Linked DNA regions of Mus musculus: all the other regions are linked to region 2. Evidence: chromatin contacts called from public Hi-C and promoter capture Hi-C data. All regions are on one chromosome and are shown on one strand. Each heading gives the region's core, a stretch centred on a gene start, on an enhancer-like site or on the middle of the called end of the contact. The rest is flanking DNA. Distances are from core to core; before and after follow the strand shown.

Region 1 (3,699 bases), core at 155-2,654, 450 kb after region 2:
AACAGTGGTTCTGACGCCTATTGGTTGGCTTCCTCAGTGAGTTTTGTTTGAACTAGTTTGAGGGTCCTAGGATCTTACCCCTCCTGTCTTAGCAGAAGCAGGATAGAGAGCCAAGTCTAGGATATGTATGGGCTCAGGCTCAGAAGGCATGGTCTGAATATCTGCATAGAATGATCAGGCTTGTCCAAAAGGATGCCCACGTTCTTCTCTGAAGCTCACATCCCACATACTCTAGAGGCTCTGTATGTAACTGACACCCTCCAGTGAGTCCAGAGAAGGTGCTAAAGCACAGAGCCTGGTGACAACTGATTGGCCTTTCTCTCTGATGATGGAGACAACAGACCCAGGGGATAATGTGTTCTTTGAGCTCTGATTCTCCCCAGGGCTCTCAGCTCTGACCCCTCTCAGGGACCTGCTGCCCGAGGCCCAGTCTACTGCCTCTGCCAGACACTGGCGCACTGCAGCAGGAAGAGTGGAGGGGAACAGGGCAGAGGCTGCAAAGACACACCTGTGAGGGCATGTACAGCTCCCACACAGGAGGAGGCCTGTCTCCTTTTGTTCTCAGGAATAATCACAGGGATTCTCTGCTGGGACAGCCTGAGGATTTTAAAAATATCTCCAGATTTGAGTTTCTGGAGAAACTTCATAAAGCTTCTTTTCATGGAGGCCCTTCTGTATAGCCTTAGCCTGGCAGCCTCTGGAGCCCTCCTCCCCATCCCCTTCTGTGAATGATACTGGCCTGGAACCCCAGAGCCCTTGAAATTTCAGACCCTACTGTTGTTATCTCTTTGGTTGCTGTAGACTTGGGCATTATTACCAAGCATGGGTTGGGGAAAGTTTGCTGCCTGGGGTTTACTCTGGGCTGGCTGCTTATCCTCTCTGAGTCTCTCTCCATCTGCCCTTACTGGGCAGTAGGGGCAGCTCTAACATCTTTGAGTTTTACAAACTCAACTTGGGTCTAAGGTTCAGCTGCCCCCTGACAGGCGCACACAGGTTCTTTATCTCTCTCTCCCCGGATGCCCCTGGCAGACACGCCTCTCTAACAGCCTTCTGTTTTTCCTTCCGTGGCTGTCATTAGACCAAGACGAGTGTTTGATGGGCACTCACGATTGTAGCTGGAAACAGTTCTGTGTGAACACCCTGGGATCCTTCTACTGTGTCAACCACACAGTGCTGTGTGCAGAGGGCTATATCCTCAACGCACATAGGAAGTGTGTGGGTAAGCTAGAGCCCCTGCCTGCCGCCGCCCACGTCACGGCTGTCTGCTCTGCTCCACGCCAACCCACCACATAGTGCCACATGCTAAAGGGCCTACTACCCTTTGCATGTGAGCTCCCACACAGCAGCCTGCCGAGCTCTGTGTCATACCCTCGTGTCCTGGTGTCTTGTCCCGCTTGTTCTCCATGGCTGTGTTCCCAGATATGCCCGTGACTCAGAAAGCTAATGGGATGTCTCAGGGATGGGCCAGAGACAGGAAGGCCAGATGTGGACAGCAGGGCCATGTAGCAGTGTGGAAGCAGGGAGGCCTGGGTGGGAGGCAGGACCCCAGTGGCTCTGGCTCTTGTCTTTTCTCAGTTATTGGAAGCTACTGACAGCGACGAGGATTCGGGTGCATGTGCCGTGTGCACATAGTCTGGGTCACACATCCTGTTACCTCGGCCACTTAGCTTGCTTGTAGATTTATCTGGGATCTCCCGAGAGGCAAGTAGATTGTCCTGGTCCAGCTGGCCCAGTTCAACATCCATTTGCTGTGTGACCCTGAACAAATGTTACTTTCCCCTCTGAGCCTTCCTTCAATGGACAAGGAAGATGTGAGCCCTGTGTAAACCTGCACGTGGCTGGGCCTCTTGTCTATCTATGCCTGAATAGGCCGGGGCTGGGATTCTGGAGTTCTGTGGACAAGGAAGGACTCCATACTGTCTTGTGTCTGAGTTACCTGGTATTCTCACTGAGGAAAAAATGTAAGCCCTGGCTTCCTGCATCTCAGAGATAACACTGAGTAGAGGAGAAGTCAGGCAGACTGGCTGATGCAATGATGGGGAAACAGGCAAAGGGAGACTTCACTCTTGCCAACTGGCACCCAGAGGAAAGAGGAATAGCTCCACCTATTCCCAAGGATGGGTGGGAATTGGCGATGGGAAAAGCCACAAAACAGGACAGTTTTGAAGACAGTTGGGACAGAGGTGTGGAGGTGGGACCAGGGCACACAGTGCTCAGGGCTTGCGGCCAGAGTCCTGTCTGTCTTGCCTGTGCTTGGGGACCATGTCCAGCCTGGACATGTCCTCTTCCTCCCCTGCACCGCTGGGCAGCAGTGCTGGCTGACATGTTTGCCTCGCTGCACCCACGGTACAACATGGCCCTCCTGATGTGCTTGCCAGTGATGGCAGTTCCTCCTGGGTGGACTGGGTTTGTGTGTGTGTGTGTGTGCGCTGGGAGGCATGTGGGTCCCCTCTCAGGATGTCCCCCCATTTGCCACTCCCTGGCTTGGCAGCTATGACCTCTGCTGCAGGGTTCTTAGCGGCTGAAAGATGAGCCCACGGATGAGAAAGCCAAGATACATTCCATTCAGCAAGATTTATGAACCAGCTCTGCATTGCTTCCCTCTTTATTCTGCACAAGCTATCAGTCACTCTCCTCCCACTTCAAGCCAACATCACTTGGGGGCTCGGGGGTTCTGCAGTTGCTCTGCTCAGGTGCAGGAACTCAGATAGGGGAGGAGCAGGACCATGCTGGGATGAGTGTGGCTTCACTGAAGTCCATAACCTCTCTGAGCCCTAGTTTCCCCACTCCACAAAAGAGGCATCTGCATCTGAAGGTCACCATGGAGACCGGGTGCATTAGTCCCCAGGAGGAATGCTAGCAGGGTTCCCTGAGCTAGAAGCTGAGGCCTAGAAGCTGGGGACAGCTTGGTGTGGCCTCTGCCAGGGCCCCCTATATGCTTTACTCTTAAGAAAGTTCCACAGCTATGCTGGCTGGACTGCAGAGAGTAGGAATGGCAAAGCCCTGCTCTGAGGACTTTGCAACGGGAAGCAGGCAGCGAGAAAAGCCTGTAGCTCGGAGCAAGCGCCCTAGATTCCATATTTGCTGGCTGCGTAATTCAGTCCAGTGGCATCCCTTTGGGGTGAAAGATCTCCTCATCTGTGAAATGGCCACCTCTGTATTACAAGACAGTGAGTCTGGTCAGTTCTTGTAGCTTCCTGACCCCTGGGGATCTTTTGTGAGTAGTGACTCTTGTCATACAATACTCTGAGGCCTCTTAGCTGTGGGAAACTCCTAGGGTCCTAGGTGCCCATCTCCCTGTGCCTATTCAGCTGTACATCAGATGTCTTTGTGGTGCCTGATTGTACCTCTATGGCAAACTTGACTCAAAACTGTCCCTTCCCTATCGCCATTTCTGTCTATACCATCTCTGCCTGGAAGGGTCTCTTCCCCACCCCTACTTTCCTACCTGGTCCCCTAATCATACTCATAGATTCAACTCAAATGTTACTACCCCTGAGAAGCAGCTGGCATTACAGGACCAGGGAAGACAGCCCTCTGATCTGAGCCCCAGGGACCCCTCTTTATCTGTGTCTCTACTTGCCTGCCTTGACCTATCCATCAGGGTCAGAGGCTGTGCTAACCCACTGTGTGGAGAATTCTGGTGGAGAATAAGCACTGGCCAGTGTAGCACTAAGCAAGTAGGCTGTGCCTAAGTAC
Region 2 (3,649 bases), core at 840-3,339:
GAGCCCCAAGAGTTAAGAGTAGAGAGACCTTCAAGGAAAGGAGGTGGGGGGACCATATAGGTGCTGCCAACAGGGCTGCCTAAGGCTGTGTTCAGATGTAAGCCTCTGGCCCTCGACAGGTTGAATGAACCTTGGAAGCATAAAGGACTCTAAGCAGCGCTCCTGGCAAGATGTTTTCCATGAAAAGTCCAACATCTAGGCCAGTGCACACCAGGTTTTCAGAGGTGATTTGTCCAGTCTCCGTTTCCCCATTTTAAAATGGGGGCAGGGGTTGTCTTCATTCCTGTCCAGGCAAAATCTTTCAGAAGGTGTTCCCTAGCTTTGGAAACAGGCCCAGGGGCCAGCTGCTCTCTGTGAGAACTGTCACATTTCATGCTAATGACATCTTCCCTCCACAGCAACTTGCAGTGGCCTCTGCAAGTTGTCAGTTTTTTTTTTTGACACTAAAGGCTCCTGTGCCATTGAAGGAGTGGCAGGAGGAAGGAGGCTGCTGCCAGGAAAGTACCTTCCCCGAAGGTGAGAAGGTGAGATGAAGTTCCATGCTAGGAAGAGCGCTACTATTTCTGGTCTTGCCACGGAGAGCAAGGACCCTGTGTGGTCCCCTCAAACACCAAAGAACTCACAAGCTTTTCCAGAGCCTCCTGCAGGGGCCCAGCCTGATTATGCAGCTACAGGCAAGGTTTACTTTCCTTCAGGCTCATTAGCATGGGATCCGCCCCTCTCAGGAGGGGAGGAGGCAAGGCCTAAGGAGGGCTCAGAGGGCCCTTGATGGGGCTTGGGGGCCTCTTGGAGTTCAAAGCCAGTCTGAAGAGAGTTTGAATTTCCCAGATGACCTCCTAAAAACTGTTGCAAGCCTCCTCTCCTAGTCCTGGTGGCTGATCCCAATTCAAGAACGTCATGCCTTGCTTTTAAACCTTGAAAGGTCCAAGATTACCAAACTGTCTCTATCAGCTTCCAAGCACTGAGCAGGTAGTACTAGGGCAGACTGAGACCAGACCCAAGTCTCATTCAGTCCCCAGGGCCTAGAGTGCCCACATAGGGCAAAGGTTTCTCTTCCCAGAACAGCACCAGCAGAGCCCCCAGAGAGCCTAGAAGGAAGCTGGCATTTGAATCCCACTGCCCCCTGGGAAGCCTGGCTTCACTAAGCACAGCTTTGCTTCCATAAATACCCAGTCCCGTGATGTCACCACCCTAAGCCCGACTTTCACCACCTCCGCTGCTGGCATCAGGCCCAGCAGACGGGTGCTCAGTACCGGCACATTACACCTGTGCTTGACAGCTGGACACTGCTGCCACCTTCACCTGTCTATGGAGAAGGCCATCTCCTGCCACTATCTCAGCCTGCTGCTGGCCTTCCACCTGGCTTGGGTGCAAGCCATGGGCTTGCTGAGTATCAAAGCTTTCCCTAAATAGGTCTGTCAAGGGCACTGACAAAAGCCTAGACCACGGCCATGAGTCTGGGACCCTCATTTGTGGATGTGGATTAGGAGGAGGGTGCCTGCTTCAGTAGGGGACTTTCACAGCTCAAGGAAGACTTGCTGACTAAGATTCTTTTCCCCCTCATCATCAACAACACTGCCTTTGCCGCAGGGGTACAAACATTGGACGAAAGCTTGCTCCCCCTGGACGCCACCTGCAGAGCAGCCACCCCACCTCCACCAAGCCCCTCACTTCAACATGAGTAGTGGTCCTTTCTGCCTCAGGCTTTAGGATAAACTTGTCTTGCATACTCACAAATAGCGTCTTCGGCAAGCCATCCTGCCCAAGTCTGATTTCCTTCTCTCTCCTGCCTGGGCTGAGGAGGCTCAAGGTGGTTCAGAGGAGGAACAGGATGCTCAAGCGAGGTGGAAAGGAAGAAAATGAAAGCCAAGGGCAGTCACTTTCCCAGGACTGGCAGGTTCATCTAGATATGCTGGATGTAATGTGGCAGGGGGCTCCAAACAGGTCCTCCTACGCAGGGTTTACACTGTGCCCAGAAGCCTGGGAAGACGTCGAGTCACCATGGTCGCCAGGTTGGGCGGGGGCGTCTGCCTCGCTGCTACCTGGGACTTCCTTGGGAATTTTCCCTCCCGCACATCCGGGGTGGCAGTGCGCTGGGATGAGGAGGGGAGGGCTGGAGGAGGGGGGTGTCTGTGCCGGTTTGCTCTCGCAGCATCCGGAGGAGGGACAGGAGTGCAGGAGCGCCCCCTCCTTCCAGGAGCAACGTAGTGCGGCCTCGCTGGACCAATCGCCAAAGTGCTCGTTGCCATGGCAACTGCAGCATCAAACAGGGCCGCCCTGTGGGTGCGGCTGCAAAACCAAGAGCCCTGGCGCTGAGACCAATGAGGTGGCTCCTTCTGGCCCTCACTGGAAACCTGGAAATCTGTTGCTAAAATGCACTCGCAGCCCGAAGAATGTAATGATGGCATTGCTTTCCAGGGCAGCTTTCCCGTCCCTGGCATGGAAACATAGGAGCCACTAAACTAAGAACTCAGGAGATCTTGTGTCCTGGAGTTAGGGGCCATGAGACTTCAGCAAGCAGAGTGTCTCCTGGGAATTTCAGATGTGATACTGTAAAATGGGATCATGACAGTTGTGTAACTGGTTCAGGAGGGCTGACCACATACAGTAACTGACATAGCTTGTTATGCACACATCAAATCCTGAGGAGGCACGAGGGTGGGGGGGTGGGGTAGGTGGAGGGGGTCCTCATTCATTTAGGACTAACAGACACAGGGTGGCCCAGCCAGCACTTTGGCCTGAGTCTTCACTTGCAAAGCTGCCTCCAGGGAAGGTAGTGAGAGTGTGAACCCTCTGGATGAGGGTGGCAGTTGCCAGGCTATTTTCTTTGTTCCATTCTTTTAGCTTCTCAGACCCACTGAAGTTGGGGGAAGAGGGAGGCTTCACTCTTGAGTTCTGTTCTTTTATTACAGAGAAAATGGATCTCAGAGGCAATGAAAAACTTATGGAAGGTTACACAGCAAAGAGGGACAGAGGCCAGATGAGGAGGAACTCATTCATCTGGCGAAGTGTCCTTGTATGCAGCGTAGAAACTGCTGAAGCAGCTGGGTAGCCAAAATACAGGGGGCTCTAGGAATGGCCAGTCTTTCCATGAGAGCCCCCCTCCCCAGAAGAATGCTGTCATAGGAATAATTCAGATTTATGTAGGCTTAGCACATGGTAAACTGGTCCACTCTCTCTCCTTGATTGAGTTGCTCTGTATTTTATCAAGATCAGGATACCACCACAGCATCAGAAGAGGTCCTTCCAGAAATGTGTGTCATTAACCACAGCTGCTCATAAAGGCACCCTGGGGGGGTGTGGGTACTAACACCCCCACCTGTGTGCTTGTGCTTTCAAACTTCTTAAAGAGGAGCTGCTTTTCCCACTCTCATATCACAGACGAGTAAACTGAAGCTGTGATTGAGAACTGTCCACCCTGTGTGCACTCTGCTCTAAAGGCCCCATCCTGGGCTGCTTCTTGTCCTCCTTTTGGACCCATGACATCCATTGTATGCCTGTCTCTTTTCTGGCTGCTCTTCCAGAGAGGCACACACATCTTGATCCTGCTGTATTTTAAAGAAGAGTGAGTGATAAAGACCTCCACACTCAAAAACAGCTGCCAAAGCTTTCAGGCTTTGACAAAGCATTGAGTGCAGCACACAGTTGT
Region 3 (3,383 bases), core at 789-3,288, 480 kb after region 2:
GCTCAGGAAGGGTGGGAACAGGAAGGGACAGTAGTGCTGCTGTGCTGGCTCCAGGGCTTCGGCATCAGGGTCAGGGTTTGTGCCTGAAGTTCCCACCCATAGCCGAGTCATCAGGCCAACGCCCTTGGGCCAGCCGAGCCATCCCTGTGGGAGGTTGGCAGAGCCCGAGGGATGGTAGCTGGGATTGAGGCTTTCTGAATACTATCCTGCCTCCAAAGGTCAGGCCCAAAGAGAATAAGGTTCCTTTTACCACGGCTGGGGGACAAGAACTCCAGCACCAAGAAGGCCAAGTGTGCCATGACCCAAGTCTGGGCTGTTCTCTCTGTGGTTGAGGCTGGGAGGCCTCAGCTTCTTCACTGTGAACAGCACAGCCTTGGCAGCCATACCCTGGCCTACTCACTGTACACCGCCTGCACACTGAAATTTGTGCCCCAGACTAACCTGTCCTCTTGGGGAGTCTCCTCCAGACCACATGGCCTTTGCATAACATCCCACTTGTGGCTCCAGACATGGCTGCTTCTAAACAGGTAGGAGTAAGGCGGGGTTCTGCATGGAGGAGAAGGAGGAGTGAGGGGGAAGAAGGGGCTATGATGATGGTAAACTGAGTCCCAGTTAGTGGCACCAGGTGTGGCATAAAGCAAAGAAATGTTTGTAGAGAATTTAAACAACCTTGCGCACACAGCTCAGTGGAAAGGCAGGTCTTTTTCAGATAGTCGACAGTTGTGTTTGTCAAAATGTTCAGTCTATGGGCAGAGCAAAAATGCAGCAGTGGGTTGGGTGACCATGAGAGGGGTGAATGAGAAAGGTGTGCATAGGGTAGTCCAAGCTGGAACAGGAGGGAGGAGAGATAGCCCCTTGGCAACTCCATTGCTTTGGGCTAGAAATATGACTCCTCTTTCACACTCCCATATTCTATCTATTGGACCCCAGAACATTCTAGATCTCCCCCCCTCTGTTCCCCAACATTCACACCCCTGGTGAGTTCTGCAGAATGAACTCTGAGGACATTCCCGAACTTGACCCCATCCCTCCGTAAGCTTCTCTATTTCAGACCATCCTCGTGTGCAGACCTAGCTGCTCCGGCCTGATCCCTGCCCCATGTCTCTCTTGCTGCTAGCCTCCAATGCCCCAGCGTGCCTCTGCAGGAGACTTGCTTCTGTGGATACAGCCCTTTTCTGCAGTGCCTGACTGCTTGGGCTAACCTACCCCTGCCCACCTAGGGTTCCCTGGAGCCGCCACATCTCCCAGATGCTCGGTAGGCTAAAGTTGCTGCCTGGCCTGGGACCACTCCCTTTGCCCCAGACATTGCTTCCTGATGTTCAGAAGGCCTCTTTCCTTTCCTCTTTTCCAGAAGGCCCCACTACCCCATGTGTTTTCTCAGGCATGCCCTTGCTGGCCACCAGGTCTTCCATGATGACCCTCCTCACCACCGTGCTCTTCCTCTCCCTAGAGAAGTGTAGCTTCCTCAGAGCTTGGTCACTTACAGATAGTGTTCCTGTCCTCAGTGTGAAATAGCGGGGGCTTCAGGAAACAGGTGCTCTAGGAAACATGATGGACTTTCAGTGGGAAACCTGGGTGTCTTGGATAGTAGGGGAACTTGCAACATGTCCCTATCCTTTCCCCAAACTCAGTCTCCCTACCTGTGTTCTAAGGCTCAGCTCCCCTTCTCACAGCTAGTAGCATCGTGTTGGGGGAACCAAGCCTTTCCTTTATCCTTGAAGAGGGTTACCATGGAAACAGTCTTGGCTCGGGCTTAGGGAGCATCCAGTCCTTTGTTAGACTTGGGCCTGCCTTCGGCTTCCCCCTCCCCCGGCTTCCCCATCCCCCGTAGCCTGAGATCTAGCTGTGAAGAGACCAGTGACTAAGGCGGGGCCGCACAGGGAGGGGGGCATTATTTTGGCTGTACACCCCTCCCCTTCCCTCCCCAAATTGATGTTTGCGTCACCAGTTTGAAAAGCTCTCGAGGACAGGGCAGTGTAGCCGGAAGATCAAGTCCCTGGGCACTTGACCCAGAGGCATATTCCCAACCCACGTGGCTTTAGGGACCAGCTCTCCGCCCTTTTCCGTGCCCCGGGCCCTGGCATTTCCCGCTCTCCGTTCTGCAGTGATAAGCAGGGTGGGCGCCGTTGCCTGCTCGCGCCCACCGGGGCAGGATGTGGGCCTGGCGGGTGCGCAGCGTAGTCAGCGTGGCCACAGGTGGACACTCCCGGGTCCCTCTTCAGGGCCCACATATCCAGAGCGGGACAGCTGCTCACGGGGAGGCCGCGGTGAAGTCGGGCCGTTGACTCCGGGCTCTGACTTTCAGCCTGGCTTGGAGCCATGGGGCAGGCATGCCGGGACTCTCAGGAAGAGCCCGGACTCCAGCGGCAGGTGGCGAAGCTCAGCTGCTGAGTGCCAGTCCCTAGCGTGGCCAGCCGCCTTTGGCCAGTGCAGCTAGGGCGTGCGCCAAAGCCACCGCCGCTGAGGATGTTGGACGCCACCAGGAGGCGCTGCGAGCGTCGCGGATCGTCAGTGCGTGTGTCCGAGCGGTGGCTCTGGCAGAAAGCTATCCAGGCGCAGGGGCGCTAGGCGCTGGTCCGCGGAAAGCCGAGGCGCAGGTCCTAGAACTTTCTACCCGGAGATCACACACTCTGAGCCCTGCTGATTGCAGGTCTCTGCTCCAGATCGCAGGGCTGGTGCGCTAAGGGTTTCAGTAGAGAGCAGGGCTTAGACACTGCAGCCCACGGCCCTGTCCTGTCCCGCAGAATTCAGATCTCCGTTCTGCCTTTTCCCATCTGTGAGACATAGGCAAGTTCCTAGACTTCTTGGTGTCTGATTTTCCTGCCTTGTGAGATGAGATTGCTGCGAGTAGCGGGTTCACCGGGTTGCGACAGGAAACCTGGATCACTCCCAGATGTACACATGTTCCTGCCCATCACAGCACGGTTGACTAGTAGGTTGGGCGATGCGGGGCCTCAGCAGTGGAGACACAGAGAAGCAAGTCGCTGAGCACTGTGTCCTGGCAGGTGCTCGTGAGGACCAGACGGCATTTAGACTAAACTTTTCTCCTCCTGGCGAGACAAGAACAATGAGAGGCTCCCCCAGGTTGATTTGGGAGGCAAATTCAGTGCCAGACCACCCTCTTCCTCCCAGCAGAGACCGTCGCCCTTGGTCGTTGTGCTCTCGGTTGTCCTCCCGCGTCATACAGTCTACGCCCCTCGGAGGCTGCCCACTGGTGTGCAGACTGTAGTGGACAGCATCCCGCAGCGGGCGAATGCTTATAGTGCGGGGCTTGTTGCCTGACACATTAGAGGGCCTGCAGCCGAATCAGCTCAAGTTCGCTGACTAGAGGCATGTAGGGTGATGAAGAGGGCCCATTCCAAGCCTCTACCGCGAAGTACCTA

Evidence for each region. Promoter capture Hi-C pulls out the DNA fragments that hold promoters and counts their contacts. Hi-C and Micro-C count contacts between places; a contact is called where the count stands out from the background.
Region 1: a promoter capture Hi-C map of hippocampal neurons shows a contact between it and region 2, with 4 times the contacts expected there. The contact joins the enhancer-like site here to the promoter of Iqsec1 in region 2. A contact is called at or near these places in 9 of 39 promoter capture datasets (cranial neural crest, embryonic stem cells, frontonasal cranial neural crest and 5 more), 26 of 484 Hi-C or Micro-C datasets (the AML12 cell line, adipose-derived mesenchymal stem cells, brain and 19 more) and 6 of 115 datasets of contacts at active chromatin or transcription factors (astrocytes, embryonic basal ganglia, embryonic hindbrain and 3 more).
Region 3: a Hi-C map of cortical neurons shows a contact between it and region 2, with 6 times the contacts expected there. The contact joins the enhancer-like site here to the promoter of Iqsec1 in region 2. A contact is called at or near these places in 9 of 39 promoter capture datasets (the 3T3-L1 cell line, cranial neural crest, frontonasal cranial neural crest and 5 more), 4 of 15 datasets of contacts at CTCF or cohesin (the NIH/3T3 cell line, embryonic stem cells, large pre-B cells and 1 more), 107 of 484 Hi-C or Micro-C datasets (3T3-L1-derived adipocytes, the AML12 cell line, B cells and 63 more), 14 of 115 datasets of contacts at active chromatin or transcription factors (astrocytes, bone marrow-derived dendritic cells, cardiomyocytes and 10 more) and 1 of 9 other capture datasets (embryonic stem cells).

The regions. Positions count from the first base shown.
Region 1 is chr6:91,258,552-91,262,250 of GRCm38.p6, forward strand. Fbln2 (fibulin 2) reads left to right here. Exons shown (of 18, transcript NM_007992.2): 9 at 1,079-1,219. Among named protein-coding and RNA genes, the nearest start is that of Fbln2, 48 kb to the left of the region's middle. Within about 2 kb of position 1,405, at least 103 of the 459 cell types and tissues checked have an H3K27ac peak or open chromatin away from gene starts, as enhancers often do. A contact at or near this core is called in adipose-derived mesenchymal stem cells, cerebral cortex, embryonic fibroblasts and 1 more, where this site is marked.
Region 2 is chr6:90,808,034-90,811,682 of GRCm38.p6, forward strand. Iqsec1 (IQ motif and Sec7 domain 1) reads right to left here and starts at 2,090. Exons shown (of 14, transcript NM_001134384.1): 1 at 1,735-2,090. The coding sequence starts at 1,757.
Region 3 is chr6:91,283,128-91,286,510 of GRCm38.p6, forward strand. No RefSeq gene overlaps it. Among named protein-coding and RNA genes, the nearest start is that of Fbln2, 72 kb to the left of the region's middle. Within about 2 kb of position 2,039, at least 64 of the 459 cell types and tissues checked have an H3K27ac peak or open chromatin away from gene starts, as enhancers often do. A contact at or near this core is called in the N1E-115 cell line, brain, cerebellar granule neurons and 16 more, where this site is marked.